Regions from separate parts of the Mus musculus genome. Here regions 2, 3, 4, 5 and 6 are each linked to region 1. A link is a contact called in public ChIA-PET and promoter capture Hi-C data. All regions are on one chromosome and are shown on one strand. The core of a region is the stretch at or near the end of the contact, and the rest is flanking DNA. Distances in the headings are between cores, read along the strand shown. Region 1 holds the start of Arrb2 (arrestin, beta 2). Region 2 holds the start of Eif4a1 (eukaryotic translation initiation factor 4A1). Region 3 holds the start of Tnfsf12 (tumor necrosis factor (ligand) superfamily, member 12). Region 4 holds the start of Tmem256 (transmembrane protein 256). Region 5 holds the start of Acap1 (ArfGAP with coiled-coil, ankyrin repeat and PH domains 1). Region 6 holds the start of Gps2 (G protein pathway suppressor 2).

Evidence for each region. Promoter capture Hi-C pulls out the DNA fragments that hold promoters and counts their contacts. ChIA-PET counts read pairs in DNA pulled down with a chosen protein or histone mark.
Region 2: a promoter capture Hi-C map of neutrophils shows a contact between it and region 1, with 3 times the contacts expected there. The contact joins the promoter of Eif4a1 here to the promoter of Arrb2 in region 1. A contact is called at or near these places in 5 of 39 promoter capture datasets (the HPC-7 cell line, cranial neural crest, liver and 2 more), 1 of 484 Hi-C or Micro-C datasets (CD8 T cells), 3 of 115 datasets of contacts at active chromatin or transcription factors (bone marrow-derived macrophages, memory CD8 T cells and pancreatic cancer cells) and 1 of 9 other capture datasets (liver).
Region 3: a promoter capture Hi-C map of liver shows a contact between it and region 1, with 2.4 times the contacts expected there. The contact joins the promoter of Tnfsf12 here to the promoter of Arrb2 in region 1. A contact is called at or near these places in 1 of 39 promoter capture datasets (liver) and 1 of 115 datasets of contacts at active chromatin or transcription factors (pancreatic cancer cells).
Region 4: an RNA polymerase II ChIA-PET map of memory CD8 T cells shows a contact between it and region 1, with 7 read pairs. The contact joins the promoter of Tmem256 here to the promoter of Arrb2 in region 1.
Region 5: a contact with region 1 is called in an RNA polymerase II ChIA-PET map of memory CD8 T cells, with 7 read pairs. The contact joins the promoter of Acap1 here to the promoter of Arrb2 in region 1. A contact is called at or near these places in 2 of 115 datasets of contacts at active chromatin or transcription factors (memory CD8 T cells and pancreatic cancer cells).
Region 6: a promoter capture Hi-C map of embryonic stem cells shows a contact between it and region 1. The contact joins the promoter of Gps2 here to the promoter of Arrb2 in region 1. A contact is called at or near these places in 4 of 39 promoter capture datasets (the HPC-7 cell line, cranial neural crest, embryonic stem cells and 1 more), 2 of 484 Hi-C or Micro-C datasets (CD4 T cells and embryonic stem cells) and 3 of 115 datasets of contacts at active chromatin or transcription factors (memory CD8 T cells, microglia and pancreatic cancer cells).

What each region holds. Positions count from the first base shown.
Region 1 is chr11:70,430,437-70,434,472 of GRCm38.p6, forward strand. It overlaps Arrb2 (arrestin, beta 2), which reads left to right and starts at 2,144. Exons shown (of 15, transcript NM_145429.5): 1 at 2,144-2,317. The coding sequence starts at 2,295.
Region 2 is chr11:69,670,277-69,674,312 of GRCm38.p6, forward strand. It overlaps Eif4a1 (eukaryotic translation initiation factor 4A1), which reads right to left and starts at 2,147. Exons shown (of 11, transcript NM_144958.4): 1 at 2,003-2,147; 2 at 652-700; 3 at 339-471. The coding sequence starts at 2,025. It overlaps Senp3 (SUMO/sentrin specific peptidase 3), which reads right to left. Exons shown (of 11, transcript NM_030702.4): 9 at 3,926-4,009; 10 at 3,771-3,821; 11 at 2,834-3,360. The coding sequence ends at 3,250.
Region 3 is chr11:69,694,429-69,698,464 of GRCm38.p6, forward strand. It overlaps Tnfsf12 (tumor necrosis factor (ligand) superfamily, member 12), which reads right to left and starts at 1,670. Exons shown (of 7, transcript NM_011614.3): 1 at 1,168-1,670; 2 at 966-1,013; 3 at 322-397. The coding sequence starts at 1,326. Tnfsfm13 (tumor necrosis factor (ligand) superfamily, membrane-bound member 13) reads right to left here and starts at 1,670. Exons shown (of 13, transcript NM_001159503.2): 1 at 1,168-1,670; 2 at 966-1,013; 3 at 322-397. The coding sequence starts at 1,326.
Region 4 is chr11:69,836,476-69,840,511 of GRCm38.p6, forward strand. It overlaps Tmem256 (transmembrane protein 256), which reads left to right and starts at 2,050. Exons shown (of 4, transcript NM_026982.1): 1 at 2,050-2,174; 2 at 2,445-2,476; 3 at 2,713-2,793; 4 at 2,891-3,083. The coding sequence starts at 2,090. The coding sequence ends at 3,034. It overlaps Nlgn2 (neuroligin 2), which reads right to left and starts at 1,309. Exons shown (of 8, transcript NM_001364137.1): 1 at 573-1,309.
Region 5 is chr11:69,893,714-69,897,749 of GRCm38.p6, forward strand. Acap1 (ArfGAP with coiled-coil, ankyrin repeat and PH domains 1) reads right to left here and starts at 1,826. Exons shown (of 22, transcript NM_153788.3): 1 at 1,573-1,826; 2 at 887-944. The coding sequence starts at 1,625. It overlaps 2810408A11Rik (RIKEN cDNA 2810408A11 gene), which reads right to left. Exons shown (of 9, transcript NM_001382461.1): 8 at 3,898-4,036; 9 at 3,645-3,779. The coding sequence ends at 3,721.
Region 6 is chr11:69,911,743-69,915,778 of GRCm38.p6, forward strand. Gps2 (G protein pathway suppressor 2) reads left to right here and starts at 2,278. Exons shown (of 10, transcript NM_019726.5): 1 at 2,278-2,691; 2 at 3,010-3,119; 3 at 3,191-3,303; 4 at 3,397-3,476; 5 at 3,566-3,648; 6 at 3,889-4,036. The coding sequence starts at 2,598. Neurl4 (neuralized E3 ubiquitin protein ligase 4) reads left to right here. Exons shown (of 29, transcript NM_001013414.3): 27 at 1-112; 28 at 187-352; 29 at 1,385-2,082. The coding sequence ends at 1,589.

The DNA.
Region 1 (4,036 bases), core at 894-3,393:
GCTGTGGGTACTAGGAATTGAATCCGGCTCCTCTGGAAGAGTATTCAGTGCTCTTAATCACTGAGCCATCTCTCTAGCTTCCCACAAGGGTTTTATGATTGCTAGGCGAGCACCCTGACAACTAAACTACGACCCTTGCCCCCAAATTCCACTTTAGCTATAGACTGCCTTACCTCTGAACATGATCTTTAGCAAGGGTCAAATCTGAATAAATTCATGAGTCAAAAAGCTTACTGTTAAGAACTCGAGTACATTTAAGCTGACTGTGTTGCTTCAGGAGGCAGAGGCAGGGGGACCCCTGTGAGTTCCAGGCCACCCAGGGCTATAGAGTGAGACCTTGTCTCAAAGAATCATATTGGGGCTGAAGAGATGGCTCAGTGGTTAAGAGCACTTTTTGTTCTCACAGAGGATCTGGGTTCACTTTCTAGCACCCACGTGGAGGTTTATAACTGCCTGTAACTCTAGTTCCAGGGGATCTGATACCTCCATAGGCACTGTGCACACAAATGGTGATGACCATGCTTACATGCAGGCTAGCACTCAGACACATAAAGTGTAACACATTGTAACAATGAAAGAGCAGACTTAAAATGTGACAATAGAACGGGGGAGGGGTAAGCAGGTGTTAAACAAGGTCTATGTTTAAAAATTAAAGATGATCTGAGATTTTTTTTTCTCGTGTACATTGTTTTTCAAATGGAGAAAAGTGGAGAGAGAGGCATGAAGGTATTCCACTGAGGGGAAATGGGTAAGAGTAGAAGGAAGAGACCGAAGAGGAGAAAAACCTGTCTCTGTCAGTCACCCTTTTCACCCTCTGCCAAACCCAGTCAATGTTGCCCCAGCAACGAACCTCTAATATGGCCCCTCTGTTCCCCCTCCACTCCCTGTTCATCGTTTTCCCTTGACTAGCTTATCTTCTAGCGGTCTTGCTATGCTCTGTGTTACCGGAAAAGAGAAATCCCATCTCGACATTCCTCTGGTGAAAAACAAAATCCAATCAAATCATTGCTGGGCTGCGATTAAAGACAGAGCTTAGTGGTGAGTCCTTACCAAGCATGCGTGAGGCCTTAGCAGAAAATTACATTACATTAAATTAGATAAACACTACAGATCCTCAGGCTCTTTCTTTCACCTGCTATACAAAGCCTTCCGCAGTCTCTTCCTTCCACAGTCTGCAGCTCTCTGCCTCCTGCCATCTAACCCACAAGCACTCGTCTATAAAGAATGTCCTTTCCCCACTTCTGCCCATCCTTCAGAATGTCTGTCCTCAAATTTCCCATCCAATGGAGTGAGTGACTGCACTCCCTCCTCCCCCACGCTGGCCAAGCAAAGGCTTTTGGGCTTTTAGTTGCTTGATGTTCTGAGTCATACCTCTATTATAGCATTCCTGGGAGCATAATATAATACCTGTTCCTATGTCTCAAAGATCCCAGGAAAGTTAGGCCATGATAATTCATGTTTGGTCCCGATGGCTTGGCACAATGACTAACACGAAATGGAGAGGGAGGGAAGGATGAAGAAAATAAGAGATGGATGGAGTGGGTGAATGATAGCTAGGATAGACAGTCGAGATGACAAGGTCTGAAAAATGTTTTAATGTTTGACCCTGCACAAAAAAAAAAAAAAAAAAAAAAAAAAAAAAAAAAATCAAAGACGATACACCAGGGGGAGCTGAAGACCACAAGAACGCGGGAAAGGCAGGCCAAACGAGGCTGCAAGCTCAGGGATGAGCAGCGCGTCCCAAAGCAAGCATCATCACGCAACTGATACGGTGCATCCACGTGGGCAGCCCTTGGCCCTCAGAACTAGACAGCACTTGAGCTCATTCCCACCGCCCCCTCGATCCCGTCCCTCCTCCACTACAGTGAAAGCAAACAAAGGGGAGGTATCCCTGCAGGGCTACGGATACCAACGGCCAATCAGCTGCTTCTAATCTCCTCGAAGGCGGCCGCCTGCTTTTAAAGGGGCCCAATCTAGTTCTAAAAGCTTGAGGAGGGGCGGGGAGATCGGGAGTAGGGACGGCGCGGGGAGGCTTCCCCGAGGGAAACGGAGGGCGGAGGCGTGGGGCGGAGCCAGCTCGAGGAGGGCGGGCTGCGCCGCGGCGCGCGGGATCCGGCTGACGCAGCTGGCCCCGGCTCCCCGAGACCCAGACCGCGAGGGGAGGGGAAGGAGGAGAAAGAGTGAGGACGCGCGTGCGCAGTGGCGCGGGGAGGAGCGGGGACCTGGCAGCAGGCGAGGAGGCTGCGAGCGAGCCGCGAACCCGGCGGGCGGAGGGCGGCGAGCGCGCGCGCACCATGGGAGAAAAACCCGGGACCAGGTAAGGGAGGTGGGGCCGTGCCGCGGGGCATGGGCGGCTGCTCGTGGGGTGTGCCAGGTTGATCCACAGACAAGGACACCGGGGAAGAAACCCCGGGGCCGGACGCCTGGGTCCCTAGAGGGTAGCGGTCCGGGGCCGCAAGCCTTGGTCCTTGAGATATTGGAGTGGAGCGTGCGTGCTAGGGCTCCTGCAAAAAGCAAGACCTGATGGGGATCGGGAAACCCACGCCTGGGTTCTCGCAGAGATGTAGGAGTCGGACTACTGGGTTCTCTGTGCAGGCTGTGATGCAAGGGCGGAGGAAGGAGGAGCAGGTGGCCGGCCCCGAGGGGTTGTGTGCTGGGAGACTGGATGCTGGGAAGGGATTCCCCTAGACTCGTGCCCAACCAATGGAAAGCCTCCTGCCCAATACCCCACAGTCTGATTGCTCCCACCTGTCCCAAGGGCCCGATAGCTCTGCTACCAAACTTCTGCCTTCTAGGTTGCTAGGAGCAACAGCTTCTTCTTGAGAGAGAAGAGTGTGTAGGGACCCTCGCTGAAATTGGACTGTATTCCTCTCCTGGGGGTGGAGGGGAGAGGTAGTATCTCCCCTGGACACACATCCTCTCCCCGGATGTTCTCTGTGCAATCGAAGCTCCTTCCTTCCACTGATACCAGAGTTCTCTTTTTTGGTCTATAGCAAAATCCACTTCCTGTTGTGACCCAACACCCCCAAGAGGACATGGGGTGAATGCTTGAGTTCCAAAGGAGCAAGAGCTAAAGAATAGGTAGGGGCTATGTGCCTCAAGCCGGAGAGGACCAAGAATAAGGGCCTGATTATGAGCAGTGACTTCTGCAAAACATGGGATCAACCCCACCACTCCCACTGCCCTTAGAGTATGAGAAAGTAGGCATCTCAGCATTAAGAAGACCAATATCTGAGAGAGATGTCCACAGGGAAGACTGACCTCCTGGATTTGAGGTTAAACACCCCAGAGAAAGGGGAAGTCACTTACTTGGGGGGAGGCCCCCAAATTTCCGTTGTGTACTTCAGGGAGGGGGTAGATGGTCCAGAGAAAGACTGCTGACTTGGCATAATTCCCTACCATCTCATCAAATTCTGGGCCACAGGAAATGGAGAGAATGGCAGGAAGTGCTAAGAGGCATCTGCTTTAGCTGCACCCCCCCCCCCAAGCTGGGTACCTCCCTGGTCATTCCCTTACTCTGCCTCCTTGGCCAGCCTCAGTATGTGCCCACTGCCCGCTCCCTAACCAGGCAAGAGGTGGCTGGGGAAGATGTAGAGAGCAGATGCTCTGTAGTTACCCCAGGGCAATTGCCTGAGACACACTGGTTATGGCTGTCACAGGCTCTGTCAGGGCTCCCATTGGGGGAAAATACAGGGCAGGAAGAAACCAGAGGTAGAAGAGCTAGCCAGCCTAGGTGATGTCTGAGCTGTCAGCCCTAATTGGGACAGAAATTAGAGTGATTGTTCTAACTGCCACCATGTCCCAATGTGCCTTATTACTTGGGGATACGTAGGGGCGCCCTATGTATATGCCATATGACCCTAAGTATGACCCTGTGATGTATGGACAGCTTGGCTTTTGGGGAGGAAGAGACAAGTGGTTTTCTGAGCAGACATTTACATGGTGCTTGAAGGGAGGATGGAACACGGGGCATTATTCAGTGTGTTACCTGGGGTCCTTTCCCAGGAATTGCCCCTGGGGCAGCATGCCTCACAGG
Region 2 (4,036 bases), core at 897-3,396, 760 kb before region 1:
AACCAGATCAAGAATTAGATGTGCACCTTGGGATCAGAGGATATTTGAAACTTTACTTCATGACATCAGTAACAGAAAAAAGGTTGTAAATGAAATGGTAGAGGTTTGCAAACAAACTTTTGCCAAAATATTATGAACTCACAACAGCTTGTTAGACTAGATGTAGAGCAATAAAAACAAAGCCTCTAATTGGAAACAAACCCATGCATCCAAGGCATGACCTATGTACTAACAAAACTAAAAATCCAAGATCCAAGAAGGATGTTTCCTCCCGGTTGCTATGCCCACCAACTCCCTACCACTCTGTCCAGTCCAATCTAGTCCAGTACAAGTCTTACCCTTGATACAAGGAAGAATAGCTCGCTGCTGGATGGCAGAGGGCTTCTCAAAACCATAGGCATAAATACCACGGAGGAGGGACTCTGAGAGATTCATGTCATCAAAGCTATCCACAATCTCGTTCCAGTTACTCTGCAGGATTAGGAAAAAAAAAAACTTAGGCACTTCGAGTAACGTGTTTACACTAAAGCTGGAGTCACCTCATCCTACAGGTTGCTCTGTTCTACCACTCCAAATGTCTAAGGTCACTGTCACGCTAAGGAAGTGCCTGTTCTGACAAAATAAAGTGGGAACCGCAGGTTCTGGTCTTACCTCGATGACGCCTTCCGGCTCCATCCCGTCGGGGCCATTGTCTCTGGATCTGTTGATTCAAAGCACTAGTTTTGCTTCATGCCTTGACCAGAGTGGAAGCAACCAGCCCATTCCCGATCCAACTCCCATGTACTCCCAAAGAACCATCAAGAGGCACTTCATAGAGTGACGCTCCTTTAAGATCAAGCGGCTGTAAAGGACTTCATTCACACACACATTCACACTCTCTCTCTCTCTCTCATACACAAAACGCCGAGATGCGGTCTTTGCAGCCAGGCCCACATGTTCTAGGTCTGGTGGATCAAAGCGCGTGCACCTCCTGGATGAACACCAAGGCCACCGGAAGTCCCGCCTTCCACCTCCGAGTTCCGTGGGTGGGCCATCCCCTTCCCCCCACGTCATGCCGCCCGCGCCCTCCCCCACTCCCTCTGGCCGGCCCCCCTCCACAGTACCCGGATGTGGGAGGCCGCGGGCGGTGGCGGCCTCGCGCACAATGAGCCCCAGCCGCGCTCGCAAAGGGGGAGATTGCACAACAGACAAGCGAAACAGGCTGGGGGAGGGGAATCTCTCAAGCGGCCATGTGCTCATTCGCTCCGCCACTCGGCGGCGTCTCCCCCGCCATGGAACAATCCGCAACCCGCCCGCCCCCGTCGAGAAATGGCGTCGCCCTCCCATACCTCAGGCCGCTCACCCCCGAAGGAAAGTGGACCTGCCCATCCGCAGTTTGCCAATTGCCCGGCTTGTGCGGCAAAATGGACCCGCCCGCCAGGCGCCGGGTGGGTTCCCCGTGCCTCACGCGGCCGCTCCTCCGGGTTAGGCTCTTTCCTGGCCGTCAAGAAGGCCAGCGCCCTGATCGGCCGGTTTCTTCTTCCCCGACCCACATTCCAAGCGCGACGGAGGGACTCGCTGAAGACCGGGGCACCCCTGCTTGTCGCGAGTGGTACCGCCAGAACTCTCCGGAACCCTCGCTCGCACGCCCTGCCCGACACAGGGAGGCAGCCAGACCAGCCGGCTCCGGGCCGCGCAGCCGCCTCTTTCCCACGTTATGTCGCGACCTCATCTTGCCTTTCAGTATCCGAGCTTCGCGTACGGCGTTCCCACAGGCCGAGGCCTCGTGACGAAGCTCGCGCCCTCCGCCCTAGCCAGGTCGTCCTTCCCCGTAACCACACTGGGGTCAGCGGCGGCCATGGGAATCTCCCCCACCCCCCCAACCCCGGACGGTTCCTCCCGGCTCGGTTCTCCCGCAACCTGGTAGGTTCGGTGCGATGGGCCTCTCAACTTCCCCACGGCGGGCCCTTTGGAGGGAACTACGGGGTAAGTAGCCATAACCTTTTGCAAAAGCCTTTCTTACCGAGAATCCTGACTCGCAGACATGATCCTTAGAATCTAGGGCGGAGTGCCCGCCTATCGACAACTTATAGAGCGTCCGACCCCGCCCCAGCCATCGCATTGGCTTGGCCACCTCTGCCCCGCCTGCCGGCGCTCTGCAACTCGACGTGACGTTACTTTGTAGGCGCTTTAGTTCGGACGCCCTATTGGGTAGTTTGAAAGCCCATCATGGCCTAGCCCCGCCCTATGGCCTCATTGGCTGAAGGGTCCGCCTTTCTCGCTGGTGCGGAAGTGACATACTTAAGTCGGGCCTCGCGGCGGGGCAGCCATCTTGGAACCCAGCACCTTTACACGTGCGGAGGCGATCGTGCCTTAGTCATGTGGCTCAGCAGGTCCTATCAAGCGACGGGGGTGAGGCCTTAGCCTCCAGGAACTTCCGGGCAGTCTGGACTGCCACTTTCCTTTACCTGGGTTTTCTTTACAGGACAAGTTTTATTTATTCTTCCGTTCAGGAAAATATTGTAGCGATATCTCATTGGATAGTAAGTTTCCCCGACTGGAGACAAAAAGGATGGAACCCACTTTTGGGTTAAAGGGCATAGGGGGATAAGCTGTCAAGGATTGTCCCACTCAATCACTGGTTCATTTAGTATGTTTCCAGTTTCTCCTGGGCTTCCTTACATGAATAAGCGAGTCTTAATTCATATTTACTGCCATCTGCTCCCCGGGGATGGCATCTATCGAAAGCTGGACTCTCAAGCCCTGAAATGGGGATCGCTAACAGTGTTAGCTGGAAGAAGACCTGAGATAAAGCACAGCCACTATTTTGAGGCCCCTTAAGGAAGACCACCACTTGCATATCTTCAAAGGATCCTTTATTGACCAGAGCAGGACCGTGGCATTTTTATATATATTTATATATATAAAAAAAAGTTTGAAGATCGGGCAGGCAGTAATCCCTTTGCGCGTCCACCACCCCCACACTGTTTTCCTGCCCTCTGAACATGGAAGGAGGAATGGCTGCTCCACCTAGGCCACAAGGCAACATTCTCCTATAGAGGGAGAAAGAGGCTTGCTTTTATGTGGCCATTCCCTTCCCATCAGAAATCAATATACTCGCAGCAAAAAAAAACAAAATACAGAAACCAAACATTTAAATATGAAAATCCAAAGGGAATTGGGTAGAGAAACAAAAAGGAACTAGAGTTTCTTGGGAAGGGTCTCCCTTTCCCCTGCCCACTGATGGGCTAAGGGTCTGGGGTATGAGGCTCACACAGTGAGTTTGCAGTGACACAGTTCCTTGTAGATCTGACGACGGAGTTTGGGCATGTCCTGCTGGGTGAAGCTGAATGGCTGAGACAGGGCCAGGTGCTTGCAGTACTGGGTGTTAACAAAGTAGACCATGAGAACAGTTTACTGAGCACCCTCCCAAGTCAGGACCTGTGCTACACATTTCACACAAAATACATCTTAATTTCTCAGAAAATATCTGTTTCTCATACACACTGCCATTATAGACTAAGCCTGGGGCTTCAACAAGCCTACATAATATATCTGGTGTTTAAACTGGAAAATATATTTAGTTGGATGTTGGGAAGCCTCTATATCAGGACCAAAGCCAGAGATACAGTCCCAACTGAGGATGGAGAAAACCAATGAAACCAGGGTTTCTGTGCTAACACATAAAAGTACACCCTGCTGTGCAATCTGACTGAACCAAATGAGGCAAGAGCTACCAACAACCCCTAAGCTACTGACTGAGAGCTAAGAAGACCTTATCATTTGCTTACCTGTAATACAAAGGCACCACAGTCACTGTCATTATTCTGCCTGGCCACATTCTAGGGAATAGAAAGCAAGAATCTGTTCACTTGGAGACTCCTAGAGGTTACGAATTCAATTGCTGCCTCCTATCAAACTATTCCATTTTTCTCTGGAAACTCACCATTTTGAAGTAACCTTTCCAGCCCTGATGGAAGTCCAGTCGGTCTTTTTTGACTGCCTCTGCCTGTAGATACTTGGCAATATGCTATGTGGGCAAGAAAAAAGAAAGTGA
Region 3 (4,036 bases), core at 420-2,919, 740 kb before region 1:
CAGAGGCAGACGGATTTCTGGGTTTAAGGCCAGCCTGGTCTACAGAGTGAGTTCCGGGACAGCCAGGGCTACACAGAGAAACCCTGTCTCGAAAGACCAAAAAACAAAAAAGCTAGAGCTGAACTTCTTAGATTCCATTCTCAGCTGCTTAGCTGCTTGACTCTGGGTCTCCTTCAGGCTCCCTGCCTCAGTTTCTCTACAAAAATAGTAGTTTTTTCCCCCCTCTGCTCACTTCATAATACTGCTGTGAATTCAGAGCAAAGCAGTATATGAACCAAAGAATCTTGTTACTGAGACTGGGACATAGGGACAGATGCTCACCACTTCTTCGAGGCCGGACTAGTTGTTCCAAGAAAGGTACCACATCCTGGCTTTCCTCTGTCTGGGGATTCAGTTCCTAGAGGAATTAAGGGCAGGGTTCAAACAGGACCTCCCAGAGACAAACAAGCAAAGAGCCTGTCAGAAGAACCATCAGCCAGTAACAGACACAAAACCTGGGAGGTTAGGGGTTGGCCAAACTGGAGAGTGAGGCTCAGCCCCAATCAACAACCTGCAGTCTACTCACACACACACACACGCACACGCACACGCACACGCACACGCACACGCACACACACACACCTGCACAGGATCTCAGGAAGGTGGGGCAGAGACAGACAGCATGTATGCATAGGTGATACATTATCATTCTCTGGTATCTGGTTCAGACGTCACAGCCAATCAGCACTTTCCACTCGGGCAGCACAACTCTCACCTTGGTAAAGTTGCCCCCTTATATCCAGATCACCCTCTTGTACACACCGACATACCCACGTGGGCTGGTTCACTCCGCACACTCAGTCTTAAACTAGTGCCAGCTGGAGTCTCCCTGCACACACCTCACACAACTGTCACAGCAAGCCAACGCTCAGTTTAGACACATTTTCCATGCTGGCATCCCGAACGCAGCATCCACACCTACTCACAGGGGGCTCCCGGCGGTCCTCTGCTGTCAGCTCCTCCTGAGAAGGCTCCTGCTGGGAAGGAGGCAGCGTCACCCTGTCCTTCTGACATCTCATCCTCCACCCCTTCTCCGATCCCCTGGCCCTCTGCCCACCCGGCCCCCATCTGCTTCTCTGCACTTTCTGCTCCTAAGATACCCAGAAAGGGGTATGCTGAGGGCCTCACCTGGGCAGACAGCGTTGCCCAGCTCCCCAGGCTGACCACGACCAGCAGGAGGCCAAGGCAGGCCAGCGCCAGGCCCAGGCTCAGCACCAGCGGGGCCAGCAGGGCGGTGCCCGGCTCCCCCCGGCGCCCCCTCCGCCTCTGGCTCCGACGGGCGGCCATGGGGGCGGGGGGCTGTGCCTGCCTCACCGCCCCCCCATCCCGGGACCCGAGGGATGGGGAGGGGGAGCTGGTGGGCGGATCGGGCCAGGGGAGAGGGAGGGACCAGGGAAGCGGGCCGGAGGGGGGGCGGATGAGGACAGGAAGCCGGACACTGTTTGTGTGATTAAACTCCAACCTCCCCGGAGTGCTGTGCAAGAAGTAAGAGACGTCCTGCGCCCGGGCGCGTGCAGGCAGGCGACCGCAGTGGCACTCCAGACCAAGAACTCTGAGGGCCAGTGAAAGCAGAAGTGGACAGGCACCCACCCAGGCCAGTGTGCCAGGGATGGGACGCGGGCCCTGGCCCCAGGAACTCAGCACCGCCCCAGTATGTTGAGCCCTCCCACGGCAATCATTAATCATGAAAATGCCCCCAAAGGGCTTGCCTATAGGCCAATCTGATGGACTCAGTTTCTGAGTTGAGATTCCCTCTTCCAGAATTCCCCCCAACTTGTTTCAAGTCTGCTAATTACCTCCTTCCCAGCATAGGTTATTTTTTCAGCTCATCCTGGTTTGGGTTTTGTTGTTGTTGTTCTTTTTGTTTGGTTTTGGGTGTTTTTTTGTTTTTTTGGTTTTTTTGGTTTTTGAAGACAGGGTTTCTCTGTGTAGCCCTGGCTGTCCTGGAACTCACTCTGTAGACCAGGCTGGCCTCGAACTCAGAAAGATCCCCCTGCCTCTGCCTCCTGAGTGCTGGGATTAATGCACCCTGGAGGCATGGATCACCACCTCTGCAATAAAGAATATGTTTTTAAAAGATAGTTTGTGGGCTGGTGAGATGGCTCAGTGGGTAAGAGCACCTGACTGCTCTTCTGAAGGTCAGGAGTTCAAATCCCAGCAACCACATGGTGGCTCACAACCATCCATAACGACCATAACGAGATCTCTTCTGGAGTGTCTGAAGACAGCTACAGTGTACTTACATATAAATAAATAAATCTTTAAAAAAAAAAAAGATAGTTTGTAAAGTTGTTTATGTGTACAGTGTGCAGCTATCTGAGCAGGAGGCCAGAGACAGCTGCCTCACTAGCTCTGCCCCTTGTTTTAGGGGAGATGGTGTGGTGACAATTCTGAAATTTTGTTTTTGTTGTTGTTTGGTTGTTTGGTTTTGTGGTTTTTGTTTGTTTTTTGTTTTTCTCAAGACAGGGTTTCTCTATGTAGCCCTGGCTATCCTGGAATTCACTTTGTAGACCAGGCTGCCCTTGAACTCAGAAATCCACCTGTCTTTGCCTCCTGAGTGCTAGGATTAAAGGTGTGTGCCACTACTGCCCAGCCCTGAGGAGAGTTTTTTGTTTTGTTTTGTTTTGCTTTTTGTTCTTTCAAGACTGGGTTTCTCTGTATAGCCCTGGCTGTCCTGGAACTCACTCTGTAGACCAGGCCTCAACTCAGAAATCCACCTGCCTCTGCCTCCCCAGTGCTGGGATTAAAGGTGTGTGCCACCAGGCCCGGCTGTCCTTTTTCTTCTATCTAATGATAGGAGGTGAGACACAGGGTGTGGGGTAATAAAAGGTGGGAAAGCACTTGGGAAACAGAGGCAGGCGAATTTCTGAGTTTGAGGCCAGCCTGTTCTATACAGTGTGTTCTAGGACAGCCAGGGCTACACAGAGAAACCCTGTCTCGAAGAAGAAGAAAAAATAAAAGTGGGGAAAAGAACCTATAAAGCAGCAAAGACCAACTACAAGCAGAGAAGAAACAAGAAGAAAGACATTAGATTCAAGGATCATCAACTCTCTCTCTCCCCTCCCCCACCCTCACCTCCGCTCTGTCTCTGGTCTACCCCTCTATCCTTCTTATCCTTACTTTGACTCATGGTCCTGGTCCAAGGTTGAAGGGCCACACTCAGTGATGGCCGTTCTGTTGCCAAAGTCCTAAGTAGCACAGGACATCACATGGTGACAGATAGGGAACATGAGAGTGACCAAACTGGCTTTATAGCCAATACCTTCTGAAGATAACCCACTAATTCATTCATTGCATGGATGGATTGATTCATCTACTATTGAGGGCAGAGCCCTAGTCACCTCTCAACCAGGTCCTGACCCACCTCTCACTATCTCCTAATGAGGATTAAATTCCAACATGAGTTTCAGAGAGACAAACCATATAAGGCCATAGAAGGTGATATAAGTAAAATGTATAAAAAGGGGGGAAAAAAACAGAATTAAAGAATAAATTAATGACTGAGGTAAAAATAATTAAGCTATAATAGGACAATACTATTTAATTGATAAAGTACCAAAAGATATTTTTTTGCCATATTTTTCTTAGAATGACGGGACTTATATCCATGGAGAGTTATGGCTTGACCATAGAGTGTCTCCCAAAAGCTGGGACCCAGTGAGACGTGAAGAGGTAGATTTTTGAGAAGTAGTTAGATCTCGATGGTCCTGATTATATCAATTGATGATTGATGGATTCAAACTTTAAATTTTTATTTTTATTCTTATTTTTTTTTGAGACAGGGTTTCTCTGTGTAGAGTTGGCTGTCCTGGAACTCACTCTGTAGACAAGGCTGGCCTCAAACTCAGAAATCTGCCTGCCTCTGCCTCCCAAGTGCTGGGATTAAAGGTGTGCGCCACCACTGCCTGGCCTGATCTTGATCTTTTTTTTTTTTAACTTTTATTTTTTTAAAGATTTTATTTTATATATAAATACATATAATATATAATTGTGTGTG
Region 4 (4,036 bases), core at 800-3,299, 590 kb before region 1:
TCTTGCCTTCAGTCTCTCACCCCTCAGTCTTTTCTCATTTCTGTCTCCTTGGTGTTTCTCATCGCTCTCTCCTCCAAATACCTTCTCTGATTTTCTCCCTCAAGTGCTCTCTCTCTCTCTCCTTTTTTCTATTACTCTCTCCCCCATTTTCTCTCTTCATCTCTGTCTGCCACATCTTGCTCCCCCCTCCTCCCGATCCCTCTGCCTTGCTCTTCCATTCCAGCCCAGGCCCGACTCCCCCAACCGGGGAGAGTTGAGGGACGGGGGCTCAGGCCGCAGCCCCCCCCCCTTCCTGCAGTGGGGAAAATGGCTTGGCCGGGAAGGGGAGAAGGAGGGGGAGGGGGAGATGGGAACACACGGGGTCTGTGGGCCCATTCAAAGGATCATTCATGGACTGGAGAGAGGCAGAGACAAAGAGACCAAGACGCAGAGACACGGCGAGAGCATCCTTAGGCGGAGACACGCAGACAGAGCAGGCTGAGGGAAACCAGGCGCAGGGAGGAATATGGGAAGAGGAAGACCCCAATGGACCGCCGCGCAGCCCCCTCCACCCAGCATGGCTTAGCTCCTACCTGGATCAGCCCTGGGGCCGTGGTGCCTCCATCCAGGGCTCCGAGCGGGGGGCGGACGGGTTTCAGAAGGGGGGCGGCGGCCTCTGAGCCCCCGCGGCCCCGCAGGCCCAGCCCCCGCCTGCAGCGCCTCACCCGGCGGGGGAGGGGGATCGCCCCAGCCCCGGGGGGCGGGGCCGGAATCCAGTCGATCCCCAGGAAAAGGAAAGCTAGGGTATAGGGTCAGAGAGAGCTCAAGAACAGGGAACCCCGCAGTGGGAAAGGCTGAGCCAGGAGGGAGCAATGGGACAGGACTAGATTGGAGATCCACTGGTTCTCTGGGATGGCTTCGAGGGACCAGGAGGCGGTTCAGGCGACAGATCCTAAGGGATCGGGTGCTGGAGGAGGAGTCCACGGCAATCCCTAGGGGCCCGGAGCCCCGGAGCGCAGAATCCGCGGTGCAGGGGCAGGGATCCAGCCGGAATCCTCGGGGAGGGGGAGGGATCTAGTCGATCCCGAGGGCGGGCGGGAGGGAGATCCGGGGAGTCAGAAGAGGGCGGGGGCCGAGTCCCGAGCCTCGAGGCAGAGGTCGGTGCGGCTCCTAGGAAGGAAGGCAAGGGCTAGGGGAGGCTTTGGGAAATGCTCAGTAGCCAGGAGGCCCGGACTCCTGGCTCTGCGCGCCAGGGCCCGCCCGCCCCGCGTCCATCCCAGCTCGAGAGTGATGATCCGCCGGCGGAGCAGCCGCAGCAGCCCCGCGCGTCACCGCGCGGCCGCCTCCCCCGCCCCCTGCCGAGAGAGCGGCGCACACCCCTCGCTTGCACCCGCCTGCCCACCCGCCCTCTGGAGTGTGGGGGGGGATTGAAGACAGTGAAAGGGGTGGGAGTGGACAGACGGACGGATGGACGTAGCGAACTAGAGCAGGGTGAAGACATCTCTCCCCCCGCCCCCCCGGATCTCCCACCCTCTGGGCTCTCCGGGTCTAGCAAGGGGGAGAACAGCTGAACTATAGAGGGCAGGGCATCACACGAAGAAGGCGGGGCCTCTAGGCACAGAGGCGGAGCCATCGTGGGATGGGAGGGGTTTGATGGCAATAGGTGGAGCTTAGAAATCCGTGGGGCCGCCCCTTTTGAGGAGTGGGTCTGGTTTGAAGCAGAACAGGAGGAGCCTGTAGAAAAAGGGGTGGAACTTTGTGGGGGACCGATATCTTTGCAAATTAGCTGGAGGTGTGGGGTTGGGGTGTCGAAGAGGCGATCAACTTGGAAAGTGGGCCAATCCGTGACGCAAATCCTCTAGTCCCACCCTCAACCCCGCCTCCCACTGCTCCGCTCCTCCGCTCCTAATTGGTTCTAGTTTCTCCGCCCGCCAGACATCTTCTCCATTCAACAGAAGTTTTACAAAGGCGTCTGTAAGGGAACCGGGGCTCTGAAATGAACATAGCCCTGATTGGGCATTTTTGGACCTTATTTGCATGGGCAATCGGGATTGGCTGGCTTGTTGGGTGGTCAGGGCGGTGTTGGTTCCGCGCGTGACCACCCACAGCTATGGCCGGGGTAGGGGCTGCTTTCCGCCGCCTAGGTGCCTTGTCCGGAGCTGGGGCCTTGGGTTTGGCCTCCTACGGGGCACACGGTCAGGGGACGTGGGATGCAGCTGGGCTGGGGGCAATCTTTGGGATCTGGTGCGGGGAGGGACCTATAGGAAGTGTCTTGTCTTTTATGGAATAGAGATCCCTTGGAACCCCGAACCTTCAAGTTTGTCTTTAGGTCCAAAAGCGTCTCAGTACTACATCTGTTTCCACCAGTCAGAAGCTTCCAGGGATGCAGTGTCTACTTAGGTGCCCCTGGGGTTTGAGAGGGTCTAAGCCAATACAGTTCTGATTGGTTTTGCATCTCTCTACAGGCGCTCAGTTTCCGGATGCCTACGGGAAGGAGGTGAAGTAACAGTTCTGGGACTCCTGGACTTGGCGCGATGTTTGGGTGTCCTTAAACTGGGAGGGGGTGGGGAGATGAATGGGAAGGCAGTCAAGTGTAGGTCTCTACTGCAAGGACTGCAGGCCTGTGGCTTGAAGACCTGGGGGAGCAGCAAACTGAGCCGTCAGAGGTGACAGTGTTAATGGACTTCGGTCCTATGTTGCTTAGAAAATCTCTCTCTTCTCTTTTTCTTACAGCTCTTTGACAAGGCCAACAAACACCACTTTTTGCACAGCCTGGCCCTGTTAGGGGTACCCTCTTGCAGAAAACCTGTCTGGGTAACCAATTCCCTTGCCTAATTTAAATCAAACCTCATTTACTCCCTCATGTTGCTTTGTTCTTAAAATTCTGTATTCTGTTCTCTGCCTCTTCCAGGCAGGATTACTGTTAGCTTCTGGAACTACCTTATTCTGCACCAGCTTCTACTACCAGGCTCTGAGTGGAGACACCAGCATCCAGACTCTGGGGCCTGTGGGAGGGAGCCTGCTAATCTTGGGCTGGCTTGCCTTGGCTTTTTGAAGTCTCTTGTTTAAGCGCCCAGTCCTGGCCTTTCTGGGTAATTGGGCGCAGAGGGAAGGAGCCAATGTTGAAGCAGAAAAGAAATTAAAAGAAAAAGGCATATAAAGAACTTTGGTGTCTTTATTCATCTAACATTGAGCAAGGGAGGGCAGAGAGTCTACCTTTGAATTTGCATTTCTAACTACAAAGATCCTCTGGTTCTGGAATTCCAATCTTTACAAGGTGTTGTAATTGTGTGTAGGGCTCATAAAGAGCGCTTGAACTAATGGAGCCTCTTACCTAAAGAGCACATGAGGGGCTGGAGAGATGGCTCAGTGGTTAAGAGCGCCGACTGCTGATCCTGAGTTCAAATCCCAGCAACTACATGGTGGCTCACAACCATCCGTTATGAGATCTGACGCTCTCTTCTGGTGCATCTGAAGTCAGCTACAGTGTACTTAGCTTTTATAATAATAAACAAATCTTTTTTTAAAAAACACATGGGAATGTAGATTTTAGTAATTTCATTCATGTAGTTCATTGGAGTTCCCCTCCAAACTCCCCCATATTGAGGGTTGACCCCAGAGCCTTGGGAATGGTGGGCAGTTTTTCTTCTGTTGAGTTGTATGTCCAGGTGCTTCCTTCCTTAGCCTCCTGGTTGCTGAGATTACAGGTGTGTACACCCACCTTTGTTAGAATTTCGTTACGTGAGGATGGTGAGGTTTAGCCCTGTTATTCCAGGGATGTTCTTTTCCACAGTGTCCACCTGGTGAAACAAATGTTTTCCATGCCCACACAGTTGAGAAGTGAGAGCCATGGCAATACCGAACAGGCATGCAGTTAGTGTAAACTGTGTTGGGATTCAAAACCCAGATGTATTGGACATCGAAAAATGTTTTGCAGTGCTTGAGATGATCCTTAAAGGAGCCCTAGTGTGTGGAGGACATTTCAGTGAACGGAGAGTGAGGAAGACCTGGGGAGGGTTGGATCTTCCTTGCTAAGTTTGAACTAAGATGGAAAAAG
Region 5 (4,036 bases), core at 576-3,075, 540 kb before region 1:
GTGTGGACATGGTTCACAGACATTTACCCAGATAAAACAGCCAAATATATATACTGAAATAATATCAATAATGTTTTAAGAAGTGTTTGCTCTGGGGATGTAGCTGGTGGGGGAACCCGGCCTGTCTAACATGCACAAAGATGAATTCCATCTCCAGGGGGGAAATAGAGGTCAGAGGATTGGGAATTCAAGACCAGGCTCAACTACAGGTAAATTCAAAGCTAGCCTGAACTACATGTGACCCTGTCTCAAAAAGTATATATTAATATGTTAATAATTTACATACACACACACACACACACACACACACACACACACACATATATGTATGTATTTCAGGCAGGGTTTCTCTTCTGTCCTAGAACTTACTATGTAAACAGACCAAGCTATCTTAGAACTCACAAGAGATTCATCTGCCTCTGCCTCCCAAGTGCTGGGATCTGGGTACGCAGCCCCATTCCCAGCTTTTTTTTTAGCCCTAGCTGGCCTAGAACTCACAGAGATCTGCCTGTTTCAGCTTCACCAGTGTTAGGATTAAAGGCATGAGCCAGTACATCCAGATTTTGGGGTGGGGGGGTCAAGACAGGGTTTCTCTGTGTAGCCCTGGCTATCCTGGAACTCACTTTGTAGACCAGGCTGGCCTCCAACTCAAAAATCTGCCTGCCTCTGCCTCCCAAGTGCTGGGATTAAAGGCGTGCGCCACCACGCCCAGCAACATCCAGATTTTAAATATAATTGTGTGTGTGTGTGTGTGCCAGGCACAGTTAACTTTCAATGACTCTAACGCATTCCCAGTCTCCCGCCATCTCCCTGACCTTTTATTTTAATTTTATTCTAATCTTTTATTTTAATCTGACTCTGCATCTTTTCTCCATGACGTGGTCACCTTTTCCAGGCGGGTCTCCAATTCTGACACTTCAGTTTCCACCAGTTCAATCGAGGCTCTGGGAAAGAATGGACAGCACTTAGGTCCACTGGGCCTCTGCTTAGCATCAGGGGCAGGGTTGGCGTCATGGGGTGATGGGTATGCACAGACCAAGCAGAGTCCAGACAGTTTCTGCTCTTGTGCTGCTGTGCACATTCTAAGCTTCAATAACCCAGACCAGAGCAGGAAGAGTAGGAGGGTGGATGTGGCCAGGGCAGGAAGTTGCTAACCGCCCCGGGGCAGGTGCTGGGGGAGGGGATGCCGTGAGAAGGAAGGAGGAATGCCAATTATAAAGACCAGAAGGGGCAGAAAGGCAGAGTAAAGTGAGCTTCGGAGAGCATGGAGGTTCTGTTATTAAAGGGTTTTTTTTTTTTTTTTTTTTTTTTTTTTTTACTCTGTAGCCCAGGTTAGCCTGGAACACTTAACAACCTTCCTGCCTCAGCCTCCCAAGTGCTGGGGTTCCATGCCTGATTTGAGAGCCTGGCTTGAGTGGTAGAGGCACTAGGTCCCACCAGTTCCCTCTGGTCCCTGTGGCCTAGGCTCTAAGGTTGGTCCTGCCTGGGGAATGCTGGGGGTGGGTGGGTGGGTGTTGGGACCTATTGGGCCTTCCTTCCCCTCCTTAGTCTCATGGACCTGCACACACTTACCGGAAGCGGGGTGAGTCCTTGAGACATTCTTCAAAATCTAGCTTGACCGTCATCTCAGATGACTTGCTTTGGGGGCCTGGGGGGCCCTGGAGGTCAGGTAGGTGGGGATGTAGGCAGATGCACTCCCCACCCCCCAAGAGGGGTATTAATGGAGAAGAATCCTCTGGTAGGAAGAGCCTGGGTCTGGAATTCTTTCCCCAAAGGGAACGGGGTAACCCAGGAGGAGCTCTAACCCCACCACTTCTAGGCAGCTCTGGGAGGGGTAGGGGTGGGGCCTGGGCGGAGGGGGGTGCTGAGATCACAGAAACCACAGTCCCTCCCCCAGAGACTGCCTGCTGTCACCTTCCATCTGGGACACTGGTCTTTCTCTGCTGCTTTCTCCATTGGTGAATAAATTTTTTGAGGGGGAAATGATGGTCTAGAGTCAAATCTGTCTCTGTCACTTAAGACTTTGTGTGATTAGTTGGGCATAGTGCTACATGCCTTTAATTACAGCAGAGACAGGCAGATCTCTGTGAGATCAAGGCCAGTGTGATCTACAGAGCAAGTCACAGGCCTGCCAGGGCTACACAGCGAGACCCTGTCTACACAAAAACCAGTGTGACACTGAACAAGTTCTCTGACCCTTCAGTTCCCTCATCTGGGAGACAAAAAAGCGAGGGGCAGCGCACGCCTTTCATCCAAGCACTCAGTGGGTGGATCTCTGAGTCTGAGGCCAGCTGGTCCAGAGTGAGCTCCAGGACAGCCAGGTCTACACAGAGAAATCCTGTGTCTTTGTCAGGGTTTCAATTCTTGCACAAAAGCAAATTGGGGAGGAAAGGGTTTGTTCAGCTTACACTTCCACACTGCTATTCATCACCAAAGGAAGTCAGGACTAAAACTCAAGCAGGTCAGGAAGCAGGAGCTGATGCAGAGGCCATGGAGGGATGTTACTTACTGGCTTGCTTCCCCTGGCTTGCTCAGCTTGGTTTCCTTCTTTCTTTCTTTTTAAAATTTATTTATTATATATAAGTACACTGTAGCTGCCTTCAGACACAACAGAAGAAGGTGTCAGATGCCATTACAGATGGCTGTGAGCCACCATGTGGTTGCTGGGAATTGAACTCAGGACCTCTGGAAGAACAGACAGTGCTCTTAACCACTGAGCCATCTCCCCAACCCCTCAGCTTGGTTTCTTATGGAACCCAGGACTACCAGCCCAGGATGACACTACCCACAATGGGCCATTACCCCCTTGATCACTAATTGAGAAAATACCTTACATGGATTCTCCAGATCTCATGGAGGCATTTCCTCAAGGGAGGCTCCTTTCTGTGTGATAACTCCAGCTTGTGTCAAGTTGACACACAAAACCAGCCAGTACACCCTGCCTCAAAGATGGTGTTAATAAATGTACAGTATGCTGATTCTATCAGACATGGACATTCTGCTGCAAGGTTGGGCCTTTTCAAGACCCTAGGTTTTGGGACCAGCAAAGTGGCCCACTGTGTAAAAGTGTTTTTCACACATCCAGTCTGACAACCCAAGTTTGACCCCAGAAACCCTAGCAGAACTTATTATGGAAAGTTCCTCTAACCTCGGACCTCCACAGGTGTACCATGTTAACCAAATAAACCAACAGTGAGTTTTTATTTGTTGTTGTTGTTGGCTTTTTCTTTCTTTTTTTTTTTTTTTTTTTTTTTTGTTTCTGAGACAGGGTTTCTCTGTGTAGCCCTGGCTGTCCTGGAACTCACTCTGTAGACCAGGCTGGCCTCGAACTCAGAAATCTGCCTGCCTCTGCCTCCCAAGTGCTGGGATTAAAGGCGTGTGCCACCACGTCGGGCAATAGTGAGTTTTTAAAGCCCTGGTTTTGTTTTGTGTTCTGAAGCAGGCTCTCACTTCGTAGAACAGACTGTGCTTGATTTTGTGACCTTGCTACTTTAGCCCCTAAGTGCTTGCTCCCAGGAGCACAGTTCCTTGGGTTGCTCTGTTCCTCCTCTTGCTTTGCCTTCCCGGGTTATTGTGTCTGGACATCCCTCCCGCTCTCCTGGGCTCCCAGAGCAGGCCCAGTCTGGACACGCAGCTCCCAGCACTCAGATTCCTGATGTTCTCTTTATTGTCCATTAGAGTGGAGACAGGGAAGGCAACCCTCACCCCACTCCTCGTTGACTACATTTTCCAAGGTCTACGTTCTTTTTTCTGAGTCCACTGGAGCCGCAAGCTTTCATCTAGAGAAAGAAAAGGTTAGGCTTTCTTGCAGCAGGGGTACGCTCTTGTCCATGTGACCCACAAATCTCTAGAACCTACCCACTTAACCCCTCTGCCTCCCTGGGCAGTGCAAGTTACCCCCTTGCCTTGGCCCAGGCTCACGTCTGCGCCCATTCCAGCTTGGAGGGTTCTGGTTACTTCCATGTTCCTTTTCTGAGCTCCCTGGACTTCGGCACCTTGGCCCCTTAGCCCAACAGTTGGGCGTCACCTGTGACCC
Region 6 (4,036 bases), core at 1,028-3,527, 520 kb before region 1:
GTGAATCCCCATCTGGAAGCTGGCACACTAACAAAGAAGTGGCACATGGCATATCATGGAAGCAGTGTAGCTGTTGTGCGGAGAGTGCTGGACCGAGGGGAGTTGGGAGCAGGTATCATGGAGTGGGCTGTGCTGAGGGATCTTGGGAGGAATCATGGGGCTGCCCTCACCCAGGTCTCTTCACAGGTACTACCTCCATCCTGAGCTGCCGACCTTTGAAGGGAGAGCCTGGGGTGGGATTTGAGGAGCCTGGTGAGAACTGTGCACCTCCCCGGGAAGAGCAGCCCCCTCCAGTGCTGCTCTCCCCCTCCCTTCAGTATGCCGGGGCAGAGATGCTGGCCTCCAAAGTGCAGTGAGTACATGCCGGGAGCACTAGGGGCTCAGGGCTGTGCTCAGTCACCCACCGCACCCTTCCTGCCCTGCTTGTTCCTGGATGCACCTTTACCTGTCACTGTTCCTCCTTCCCTCCCGTAATACACACGCATGCGCGCGCACACACACACATATGCACGCACACACACACAGAGGCACGGTTTCTCTATGTATCCCTGGCTGTCCTAGAACTCATTCTGTAGACCAAGTTGGCCTTGAACCTAGAAATTCTAATTCCAGTGCTGGGATTAAACACATGGGCCACAGGGAATCAGATTCCATTATAGATGGTTGTAAGCGGTGCTGGGAATTGAACTCAGGACCTCTTGAAGAACAGCCATCTCTCCAGCCCCTTTTGGTTTTTTTGTTTTTGTTTTTGTTTTTGTTTTTCTTAAAACAGGATGTCAAGTAGTCCAAGCTGGCCTCACATTCATGTTTGGTTTGTATCTGAAGCCGGCCTTGAACACTCAGTTCCTGGTTCCATCTCCATGCTGAGTGTGGATTAGATGAGTGCATCTGTAGGCCTGTTTTTCTGAATGTGTATGGATACCAAGTCTTTCAAAATATCCTGCACCAGGCAATGGGTTTGACCCCTTGTACTACCTAAACTGTGCTTGCGCATTGTAACAAATTCCTGGAGTCCTAACACTAAGTGGCAGGGTCAGTGGGTCGGAAGTTTAAGGTTGTCCTTCCTTTATAGGGAGGTTGACTCCAGCCTGGTAGAGACCCTATACTGTCTCCCAAAAGTGGGTGAAGTAGATGAGAAGTGCACTTGGAGTGTTTGGAAGACGTGAACTAGAGTGCCAGGGTAAATAAACACATGAAGAGTGCTGGGGAGGAGTTAGCTGAGCAGGCCAGGGGAGGAGAGTACTACATACACAATAGTTGGTGCTAAGCCAGTCACGGTGAACAGTATTTCCCAGAAAACAGCAAGGCCTGGGTGGAGGGGGCAGAATTAGCAGTCATGGACCTTGGGAGCCTTACTCTTCTCTCGTTTCTGCTTGGCTAACAGATTCCGGGACCCAAAATCCCAGCGGACACACCAGGCTCAGGTGGCCTTTCAGGTGTGTGTGCGCCCTGGCTCCTATACTCCTGGCCCTCCCTCTGCGGCCCTCAGAGAACTTCCTGACCAGCACTTCAGCCCATCGGAACTTGAGTGGGTCACTAAGGAGAAGGGAGCCACACTCCTCTATGCCCTGCTGGTACGAGTGGAATAAGGGGTGACATACCACTACTCCAAGCACAGCCGGGCCTCAAGCCCAGGACTCTTGAATGACGACTGCCTCCACCTCATTCCCGTGACTGAGAGCATGTCCAGTGCTGTCCTGGCAAGGAGGAGCACGTAGGCAGGCTTTGATTTAGAGCAGGTGTGAAGCACATCTCTACATTCAGGGCCCAGCACACTCCCTCTGCTGAGAGGGAGCCCAGCTCGTCTCGGGGTCCCCCCTTCATGCACTGACTTGGGGAACATGACTCCCTATTATTACCCTCCCCCATATCACTTAATTTATTTCCGTTTTTGTTTCTGGTTACTGTGAATCCCAAAGGAGTCTCTCTGTGCCCACATGAAGCTGCTTTTTCCGTGGCCACTGGGCGCCATGGGGAGGGAGTGGGTAAAAGGAAGGGCTGCCCGAGGACGCTGTGGGCCTCTGTACAGTTGTTACTGACTCTGATTTCTAAGGAGCCAATAAATACTGTCTTCAGAGCATCTGCCTCCGCCTCTGTCTCCCGCGGCCTCGCGAGTGAAGAGTTCTAGGGGCTTTATCATCCCAGGCCGCTCTGTAAATCCACATGGAGTTTGGACATCCCGGCACCCGTCTCTAAGCGCTTCCGCCTTCCCTTTCCTCCAATCGGCTGTGCCGTTTGCCGTCGTGACTCCGGAAGGATTTATCCTGGCCGCCGGATATGACGTAGAGGCCAAGGCGCGCCGAAGGCCTCGGAGAAAGCGCCGACAAGGCGGGTTGCGGGGGTTGGCGCCAGGGCTACGAGGGAGGGGCGGGGGCGCGGAGCCTAAGACCCTCGCACGCGCCCCGGCGCTGAGGCAGAGACCCCGGAGGGACGCTGGTGCCCGGGACACGTGATCGAAGTGGCGAGCGGGCGGCGGACGGGCTTCCGCTTCGGCGCGTCGCAGTCTCTCTAAGCTCCCACTTCCCTGCAGGCCCCGCCTGAGGTCTGGCAGTCAGTGAGAGTCGGGTGCCCACTGCCCAAGCGTCACCAACAGCATCATGCCCGCACTCCTGGAGCGCCCCAAGCTTTCCAACGCTATGGCCAGGGCTCTGCACCGGCACATCATGATGGAGCGGGAGCGCAAACGGCAGGGTGAGCCTGGGCCAGAGCGGGAGGACAGACACTCGGCTCAGGGTGGCCCTGCTACCCACGAACTTGCCCCCATCCACGGGCCCAGCTGTGCGCCTGCTGGCGAGGCTAAGAGGGAGGCAGCGGCGCCTTCGGGGTGTGAGTGAAGAGGCCCAGTCTAAGTTCCAGACCAGAACCCTGGGCTGGGAAGGACCTTGGAGAGCACCTAATGAAGCCAAGTTCTCCCTGTGGCTGTGATGGAGTAACTGGTTTTTGCTGGTCTTCAGTCTAACGCTCAGCTTATTCACACCGCCTTGCCACTTCCCCGTTCTGATTCTTCAGAGGAGGAAGAGGTGGACAAGATGATGGAACAGAAGATGAAAGAAGAGCAGGAGAGAAGAAAGAAAAAGGAAATGGAAGAGAGAATGTCACTAGAGGAGACCAAGGAACAGGTAAGTAGCCTCTCCACACTTGTTTCTCGATGCCTTCTTTTCCCTGCTTTAGCTGCTCGTCCCTCTTCCAGATCCTGAAGCTGCAGGAGAAGCTTTCTGCTCTACAGGAGGAGAAGCACCAGCTTTTCTTGCAGCTCAAGAAAGTTTTGCATGAGGAAGAAAAACGGAGGCGAAAGGAACAGAGGTGTGATGAGATGGCTAAAAGTAAAATTGTGCAGTGGCACAGGTGACAATCTAATAGCAAGAGGCTAACTGACCTGTCTTCCTTCCACTCCAGTGACTTAACCACTCTGACATCAGCTGCATACCAGCAGAGCCTGACGGTTCATACAGGAACCCACCTCCTCAGCATGCAGGGTGAGAGGACTGAGGAAACCGCCTAACAGGGGAGTTCTCCAGGAGGTCGCTGCCTATTTTAGCATCGTGAAACCTCTCCCCCTTTCTAGGGAGCCCTGGAGGACACAATCGCCCAGGTACTCTGATGGCAGCTGACAGAGCCAAGCAGATGTTTGGACCACAAGTGCTTACGGTGAGGGAAAGGTTTTTTGATTTTTTTTAACTCTTCAGGCTGGCTTTTTAAGTTACTAGCCAAGACTAGTCTTGAAATCTGATCCTAACTCCATGTCTCCTCCTTCTGTGGATCAGTACTGTTAATCCCAATCATTCAAGAACAAATATACCAAGCATGTGTATGTAGGAGCTGAGCGTAAAGGCATATATATATACATATGGGGTTTTTCCTAAGCAGTGAGCTTTCATTTCCCCTTAGACCCGGCACTACGTGGGATCAGCAGCTGCTTTTGCAGGAACCCCAGAACATGGACAATTCCAAGGCAGTCCAGGGGGTGCTTATGGGACTGCTCAGCCCCCACCTCATTATGGGCCAACACAACCAGCCTATAGTCCTAGCCAGCAGC